Linked DNA regions of Mus musculus: regions 2 and 3 are each linked to region 1. A link is a contact called in public HiCAR-type and capture Hi-C data. All regions are on one chromosome and are shown on one strand. The core of a region is the stretch at or near the end of the contact, and the rest is flanking DNA. Distances in the headings are between cores, read along the strand shown. Region 1 overlaps Atrnl1 (attractin like 1). Region 2 overlaps Gfra1 (glial cell line derived neurotrophic factor family receptor alpha 1). Region 3 has its middle 34 kb from the start of 1810007D17Rik.

Evidence for each region. HiCAR-type assays count read pairs that join an accessible place to other places. Capture Hi-C pulls out chosen DNA fragments and counts their contacts.
Region 2: a capture Hi-C map of embryonic stem cells shows a contact between it and region 1, with 3 times the contacts expected there. The contact joins two enhancer-like sites. A contact is called at or near these places in 1 of 15 datasets of contacts at CTCF or cohesin (the NIH/3T3 cell line), 1 of 484 Hi-C or Micro-C datasets (embryonic stem cells), 7 of 115 datasets of contacts at active chromatin or transcription factors (embryonic basal ganglia, embryonic forebrain, embryonic midbrain and 2 more) and 1 of 9 other capture datasets (embryonic stem cells).
Region 3: a contact with region 1 is called in a HiCAR-type map of embryonic stem cells, with 6 times the contacts expected there. The contact joins two enhancer-like sites. A contact is called at or near these places in 1 of 15 datasets of contacts at CTCF or cohesin (large pre-B cells), 10 of 484 Hi-C or Micro-C datasets (the G1E-ER4 cell line, the HL-1 cell line, the N1E-115 cell line and 6 more), 2 of 115 datasets of contacts at active chromatin or transcription factors (both in embryonic stem cells) and 1 of 9 other capture datasets (embryonic stem cells).

What each region holds. Positions count from the first base shown.
Region 1 is chr19:58,063,282-58,065,981 of GRCm38.p6, forward strand. The region is part of intron 28 of Atrnl1 (attractin like 1); the gene reads left to right. Among named protein-coding and RNA genes, the nearest start is that of Mir5623, 13 kb to the left of the region's middle. Within about 2 kb of position 1,315, at least 44 of the 459 cell types and tissues checked have an H3K27ac peak or open chromatin away from gene starts, as enhancers often do. A contact at or near this core is called in embryonic stem cells, where this site is marked.
Region 2 is chr19:58,435,892-58,438,591 of GRCm38.p6, forward strand. All of the region lies in intron 4 of Gfra1 (glial cell line derived neurotrophic factor family receptor alpha 1), which reads right to left. Among named protein-coding and RNA genes, the nearest start is that of Gfra1, 18 kb to the right of the region's middle. Within about 2 kb of position 1,255, at least 33 of the 459 cell types and tissues checked have an H3K27ac peak or open chromatin away from gene starts, as enhancers often do. A contact at or near this core is called in embryonic stem cells, where this site is marked.
Region 3 is chr19:58,570,740-58,573,724 of GRCm38.p6, forward strand. No RefSeq gene overlaps it. Among named protein-coding and RNA genes, the nearest start is that of 1810007D17Rik, 34 kb to the right of the region's middle. Within about 2 kb of position 1,667, at least 7 of the 459 cell types and tissues checked have an H3K27ac peak or open chromatin away from gene starts, as enhancers often do. A contact at or near this core is called in embryonic stem cells, where this site is marked.

The DNA.
Region 1 (2,700 bases), core at 65-2,564:
TTGGTGACTTGGACACCAAGAAGCTATCTGAACAAACAGGAAACACTTGACCGGCAGAAGTGGCCTTGGACCTCAGTGTCTGTAAAGTCTAGGCTTTTTTTGTGGATAAATGAAATTCATAATCTTCCAAGGGGCTTTAATTGAATATTTGGAAGTCTGTATGAAAATAATCAACTAAGTCAGAGTAAACACAGCTAGACTAAACAGTGTACGTCTTCAAAGGGAGCAGCCTAATTAAAAAGATGTATTGTCCTTCCTGGATGCAGCCGTCCGTGCTGTTTTTAGTATTGTGCCATTGGGAAATACAACTGTTTCTGAGCAAATAATTTAAACTCCCATGCTGGGGCTTAAGTGTGGTTCCCCTCCCCTTTCTCTTCGTGCTTGTTCAGGGATAAAGCCTTGCGAATTCTTCAGGCACCAATCAGATTTATCATCCTGTGCCTTTTGATGACATCCATCTGTTTATCTGAGAAGCCATTAAAGACTTATTGAGTTACAGAGTATGGAGAAAATTGGCTTATCATCTATGGTTAAATCCAATCCTTGCATCTGCCATCTTCTCAGCATATGTGGTATATTCTGAAATTACCCTGACTTGCAGACCCGCAGTACAAGCATACATTCACTTCATAGCCTTTTTCATGCCGTTTCTGGAGAATTTCTAATGCATGAGCAATTTGTAGTCCTGGAAAATGTTGACAGAGAGATGTCAGTGCTTTCTCTTGTTAAAAGTTCAAAACCTAATAGGGACTGCGTCAGCTTGTAAGGCGAATTCGGAAATGGGCGCTGCTCAGTCCTGAGGCTTGTTAGGATTTAGACAAGCTCGCTCAATGCAAAATTCAACTCTAAGGTCACAAAAGGTAGAACTGTGTTAATCTGAAGATAAAGATACATTCATATCAAGTCAGGATTCAAACAGACAAAGTGATAGCTCATCACAAACGGAGTTAAATAAACACCGGCAGGGAAGCCGATAAGACAGAGCAGCCAGTGTTGCTGGGGATGGCTAGCCAGGACTTCAGGGCTTATCTCACTAGTGGAGCAGCCTGAGATGCTAAAAGTCCTGTTTCCTGAGCTGGCCGAGGAAGCAATGCCTGTGGGTCAAGAACTAATTGAAATAAAGTGAATATTCGCAGTTTCCTGTAGATATTGTTACATCCTGACTGCAGGAACCCCGAGGAAGCAACAGTAAATCAGCAGCTACTTCACTCTGCCAACTTTTCACGAGTTTGTCAGATAAATAGTGACACACCAACACTTCCTCCGTTTACATATGTAAATCAGGCTGGTTGGTTTGCATATGTAAATCAGGCTGGACTTCTGGGGAGCCTAGACTTTGTGGGAGTTTTCAGGTTACACCATAGCTGCTCCTCCCTGAAGGCTAGCCGTGAACGCTGTTTATCAGCCATTTAAAGAATATCCTTCTGCTCGAATTTAACTGTGTGCTCTCATAGCTTTCCTCTGTGGACGATAAGTACCCTGAGATAGGAGACAATACCCATAGAACAGCGAGCGTAATCAACTGAAGCCTGCATTCCTGTTACGGCTGGCTTCAGAATGGTATTCCTTCATCTTGCTTGGCTGTAACCTTCACACAGCCTTGGTGTGCACTGTCAGCAAGCGTGCTGTTTTGTAAGTCATGGGCAATGCCACACAATCAGAGAAAGCCACTGCCAAGGCAAGATGTAGACCCCAAAGCACCAGAGAGTAGGAGAGTCTCCTGGGTGTGTTTTTAAATTCCTCTGCAAGATAAATGTGAACAGGGTTGAAAACAAGCCAAGCCCTCCTTTGCGGTCGGGAGTCACAAGATCCGTGATTTGAGAACTATGCTCTTTCTTCCAGTACCACCCACACCCACCCACCAACCACACCCTCTCATGTGCCAGCCCTGAGATTCTATGAGGAACCAACTTACTCCTTTTATTCAGGCTTCATTTTGACAAGTCGGTAAATACTGTTTCTTAGACGTGTGCCCTGGGATGGCTTCTGACATTTTGTTGATCAGAGTTTGGCCTGTGATCCACTCTGCTAAGCATTATGAGTTTTTGTTATCTGTGGCCCTCACTTCTCAGTGGTTACTGGCCCCCACGGACAAGGGGAGCAAGAGGGAGGTAGGGGGATCGGCTTCAGCGAGACAACTCAACCTTATTTGGGGTGAACAAGGGCCATACAGATCTTGGGGAGTGGGTGGGAATTTCCAGGGTGGATATACATTATTGGCTAGGGTGGAAATGGTTATCAGGAGAGAGGAAGATGAAACTGTAATCTGATCATAGGCTAAGTGACTTTCTTCAGATTTTTGGGGGGGGGGGCTGGGGTGGGAGTGGCTACAGGAGGGAAGGGCTGATTGGTCATGACACACTACCTAATTATCATACTTGGGAAGGGCTTAGCAGGACTTCTGTGCTGAATCATGCAGCTTGTGCAGGAAGCTCTGTACAGGGTCATCTTCTAGATAAGGTCAGACATCCGTGCTCAGAGATGCTCTCCAAGTAAGGTCAGGCAAGGAAGAGGAAGCCCCTCTAAGCAAGGGAGTCCTCCATTTTGTGCAGATCTCAGAGAGCTTATTCGGGCAGCATAATAGCAGGATCAAAACATCTGATGGGTGGGCACACACAGAAATATGCAAACATTTAATTTAATGATTGTGTTCATTTTAGTTTTATTTAAGAAAAAATATTAAAGGATTTTCAGTAATTT
Region 2 (2,700 bases), core at 5-2,504, 370 kb after region 1:
CCTCTCTCTCCTGGGAACCCATACCCACTGGCTTTCCCTCCTTCTCCAGGCTCACCACAATTCTATCAGCAGGTCAAACCCTCGTCAAGAGCCATTTTTAAAAGGCTATTTCTATCTGCATCTACGTGCTTTTCTTAATGAAGAATGTGGGGAGAGCAGGTCGCTGATTGTGGTGTAACCACATCACCTCCAGTCTTTGACAGACTGAAACAAGTGAGGTATACAACGGGTGTGTGGTGAGGCCACTTTATTTTACAGGCAAACCAGGACATGCACCATTGCGCAGAGAGGCCTTTCTGGAAACCATCCAGGAAGTCTGAGCTATACCTTCACTCTGTCCACCAGGACAAGCTGCAAGGGCAGACAGGAGACAAAGCCCCTCCCAAGTGATGGAAATGTCCTGATGTTTGTTTTGTAAGAATTTTTCACCATGGTGAGGCCCCTTCACAGGGAGTGATGCCCTTGCACACGACTCTCACGAAACCTGGTTCTACATTCGTACCTCTGCTTTACAGATACTGTCCCTAAGTGATGAATTCGTGAAGTCAGTGGGCAAACTCTGACATGGCTGCCCAAGCCCACCCTCTTTTCGCCCCAGCACACAATAAACATCTTCCCTAGGTTAGATCTGCCTCTTCTTAGGCTAAGATTTGAGGCCCATTCTCCATGAGGCAGCTGTGGATTGTGTCCAGTTACCATGGTGGAAGTATCTAGCAGGCAGCTGGATGGACATACTGCAAAGGAGGACTCCTCAAACAGAGCTCAGAGATGTCGCAGGACCCATACACTAATTCCCAGAGGTCCCTCTGGAGCCAACATGGGAAGTAATGGTCAAAGCAAGAGGCTCCTCAGAAACTAAAGGAGCAGGTAAGAGGCATTTGGTGGCAGCAAAGATCCAGAGCTCTGACATCCTGGGATGGCAGTCATAACAGGCACTAGGCACTAAGCCAAGGGCAAAGACAGAGACAATCTAAGTCCACTGGTCACCTCTAGGGCTCTCTTCCTGAGCTTTCTACAGTAAGAGATACTTTTTTTTTTCTGCTCAAAAATAAAGAGGGTGCTTAGACCAGAGGACCCTGAGAATCTGTCTTGAATTCAATTGTTTCTATTTCTTACAAAACAATCAGAAAGGCAGAAAGCAGCAAAGCCCTTCCTGCTAGACAAACTTGGCTGGAATTCAAGATCTACTACCAGCTAGCTGTGTGGACATGAGTCACTGGGTATCAGGGTTTGGGTTCCCTCCCAAGTAAGATGTGGTGAACGTCCCATCTCCAGGCCAATACTCGGGGCATTAGTGAAGGTTCCAGGAAATAGCCTAGAAGTGCCTCTTGCATCTGATTTTTTGGTACCTGGCAGACATGCCACGGTTAAATTATCTCTGTGGTTGCCCACTGACAACCAGGGCCAACTTTGAATATGACCTCAGGGCTGCAAACGGAATAGAAGGCACCCGGAACATCTTCCAGGCAAGACAACAAACAGTTCAACCTTGAAGCTTGAGGATTTTCCCCTCACCGCCCGTGCTTGTTAGCAGACATTCTCAGGCAGGAATCTTGTCACAGGCCGAGTATTCCATAGGCTGGCACTTAAAAGCACCCTTGTCATCAAACAGCCTAAATTCAAGAGAAGCAGCCTTCAGCCTCCAAAGGAAGTCACACCCAGGATTCTAGAGGGATCTCAACCCAGACAAAGGAGACTGAAACAAGTGGGCATTGCTTAGGGATTCTGACCCGCACCTGACCCCGTACACAACATAGTCCCAGTAAGCCATTCTTTCTAAGAGACCTAGCCACCAACAGCTGTGGAATGTCAAAAACAAGTCTGCAGGGGTCTAGAGTTACCCCCTCCTCCACTACAAGAGAAACAAAACCCATTTCTGTCTCTCTGACTTTATGTTCTTCTGCTGAGGAACAAATGTCGACAAGATAGAGGATGCTCCTTGCGCGCTGCCTGCCACCCAAACGCAGGGAACATAATTTTATACTGAGCTACGCCCGCTTAATTGTGGTGCATTAAGTATTATGTTCATTGTTTCTGAAACTGGGGAGAAATGAATAATTTATTTCAGACAAAGGAAACTCTTGAATATGAAATGCCTCATCTTTTAAAATTACAATTTGGAAGACAAGAAGGGAAAAAAATAAATACCCAGAGCTAGCGAACCTTACACCACTAATAGAAAACACTGCACTGACTGCTTCTATGTTGTTTGCAAACATTACATTTTCAAAACCTTCTCCAGCATTCATGGGGGAGGGGAAATAATGGGGGAGGGTGATAGTGGGGGGAAGGGGATAATGAGGGAGGGGGATAATGAGGGAGAGAGATCATCCCTTTTGTTTTTGGGGGTTTTTTTTCCACCACATTCACATTTATTCCTCACTGGGCTCATGTATCTGATGTAAGTTTTCTGTGCTGGGTAAACCCTTTCCTTTCCCATTAAGATGCCCTAGTTGGCCAAAACTTCCTCTCCCCATATACAGACTTCCTTCCAGAACTTTCTTTTGTCCATGTTTACTGTCTCTCTTCTCCCTTCCCCCATCCCCAGGCCACTTCACCCCACTCTGTACTCTAACTCACCAACACCTCCCCATCGAGCAGCACAGCGTCTAGCACACAGAAGCCTCTGGAAACGGTGAGCTGCTGCTGTGTTGTGAGTAAACAATGCATCGTTTAGAGTACACCCAACTGATGCCTGCT
Region 3 (2,985 bases), core at 417-2,916, 510 kb after region 1:
GGATGGAAAAGGTATTCTAAGCCAATGGATGTAGGAGCACACAGATTCCGGTATGAGACAAACTAGACTTCACAGAAGGATTAGTGAGAAAAGATGAAGATGGCCACTTCATACTGGTTCAGGGCACATAAATATTCTAAATATATGCTCCCAGCACAGGTACATCCAATTTCATTATGAAGAACTCCTAAAGATAAACTCACAAGCCTAGCACAACAGTAGTGGGTGACTGCAATACCCGACTTCCACTGATTGACAGGTCATCCCAACAAAAACCAAACAGAATTGGCGGAATTAAATGATATCATACATTGAGTGGATTTTTTAATTGAACATTTTAATCATGTTTAAGTACAGTATATTTACATCGTTGTGTAGCTATAATTGGTAAATAGTAATTTAGTAAGTGAATTACCAAACTGGATGGCAATTCTGTATTTTTTTTAATGAAGGTCCTGCTGATTTCCATAGCAACAGCATTATTTTACATTCCTACCAGCATTTCCCATTTTCACCAACACTTGCTATCTTCTGTTTTTGCAAACAGCCATCACAATTGTTGTGCTCAGTAGGTTTTGACAAATACAAACATTTGACCATAATGTCCTTGAACATCGGTCACCATAGGAAAGTTTCCCAGTGCCCTCATTTGCCCTTCTGCCTGTCCAGTCAGTTTCTGATCCTGCAGCACCAAGGCTTAGGTCTCTTTAACTGCTTGTTTTGTTCCATATCATATTTGTACCACATCACAATGTCTTTTTCCTTTTAAGATTATTTTTAATTACATGTGTGAGTGCAGGTGCCCTTGAAGGCTGGAGGCACCAGATCTTCTCCTTGGATCTGGAGGTGCAGAGGGTTGTGAGATGCTCAGTGTGGTGCTGGGAATTGAACTCAGGTCCTCTGTGAGAGCAGTACACGCTCTTAGCTAGTGCACCATCCCTCTAGTCCCCTCCATAGTATTTGGACTACAGGAGAGTTAATCTTGATCTTAGGCAATGGGACTCTACCAATTTAACCTTTGTCAGGACTGCCTTGCTTTTCTGGTTCTTTGCAATTCCTTTTAAAATTTAAAGTCACTCATCTTAACATCTGAAAGGGGATTTCACTGAGTCCATATGCTAAGTTGGAGACCCGCTGATTCTGAAATATGGCTTTCTCTCTTCTTAGCTGCATTAGGACTAAGTAGCTTTTCAGGCTTTTCTTTTCAGACTTTTCTTGTGTATTTTTGTAAGATACAAGGAAGATATTTTTAAAAGTATTTTATGTGCTTTATAGCTTTTAACTTAGTATCTCTTTAAACTTCATTATGTAATTATTCACTGCAAGTGTAAATGTAATTTGTAACATTGTTGTGTATCTTGCTGAGTTTGCATCTTAGTTCTACTGAGTTCTAAGAGTCTATAGGATTTTACAAACTAGCATCTGTTAATATTTTTCAACTTAGACGCCTTTTTTTTTCTTTTTGTCTTATTGCACACTGTGTGATACAAATAACGAGTGAATGTGAGCTCAGATATCCTTGCCCTGATTCTGTCCTATGGGAAAAGAATTTAATGTTTGGTTATTAAGTGTAATGTTGGCTGTAGCTTGCTCTGCAGTGCCCTTTATCAGACTGAGGAAGCTCCAGGGTCTTTCCTGTGTGCTCTATATTAGCATTCTACTGATGTGTATCCGGCCTCTGACTGGTGGCCAGCAAGAGTCTAGGTTCTCCCAAGCAGTAACCAGGACCTGCCCTACCTAACTTCCAAGACCAGGATATTCGGGGTTAAATGAGAGTAGTAGATCAGACACTCATCTACACAATAAAGCAAAAACAGAACAAAAGAAAAGCCCAGTGTCAAAGCCCTCAGACTCTACAGTGATTCTAATCTCGAGTGAAGCCCTTTGTGGCTTCGGTACCACCGAGTTTGCTGGGGTAGACATTTTTTCATTTGACCAATCCAGAGCAGAGCCACTTGTCTTTCTTTCCTGGACAGACTTTTAAGATGGGACATGACAGTCGAAGTCTGTGGAGTGCTGGGGTCACTGACAGTGACCAGTGCGATGACTTTGGCTGAGTGACTGATGGAGATAATCGGGTGAGTAGCTCAAATAATCTCTGATTTCACAAACTGCCCATTATTAACCAAAACAAGCTGTTTGTTCTCTCAGGCTCAGCTCAGAAGCTGCCTTGTCCAGCAATCTGTCAGCTGTGAGTAACTACAAGTATGACTGTTGTATAAACGTCTGTGCCGGTGGCTCAGGGCCAGAGACAGTGGTTTTACTTTCCACACCTTTGGATTGCGTTCTTGTGAGCCATTGTGGACATCAGGAGGTATGCATGACACTGGCGGATCTCTGTCAGCTTATCATTTTATTTTATTTTATTTTATTTTATTCCCTGTAACTCTTGATTAGCAGGACGGTCTGAACATTGTCCTTGCTTGATCCTTGCTGTCTCAGACTGATGGCTGACTCCTTGTGAGTAAAGCTGAATTCCCTTTGACTCCTGTTCACCCAACCATAGCCCCACTGCTCACCATGCTCAGCTGCTCTCACTAAACCTGTCACTACTGCTTCTCTCTGTGCACAAGCCAAAAACACACACTCTTCCATTAGGACAGAAAGCAGCTTAGAATGTACATGCATCGTAGATGTCATGTATGCCTAATGATTTATTTAATAGGATAAGTTCCAAAGCTGCCCCGTGTCTGGTTTGCTCCTGATGTGCTCTGAACCATCCTTAGCCATCTTGGATCTTGTACTGGCCAGTACTCTGACCCTGAGAGAAAGAATCTACTGTTGACTGATGCCCACGGGCTAGCACACTGCTGGTTGGTCATGGAGAACTACCTCCATTTCCCTCTGCCCTGAGGCCACATATAAGGAAGACATTCTTAAAGCCAGACAGAAAGGATCTTCATATCCAGCCCTGTATGTTATGTTGCTAAATCCTCATCATAAGAGCAGGTGAAGCTTTAGAAGACCATAGCTGGAGTCAGATTC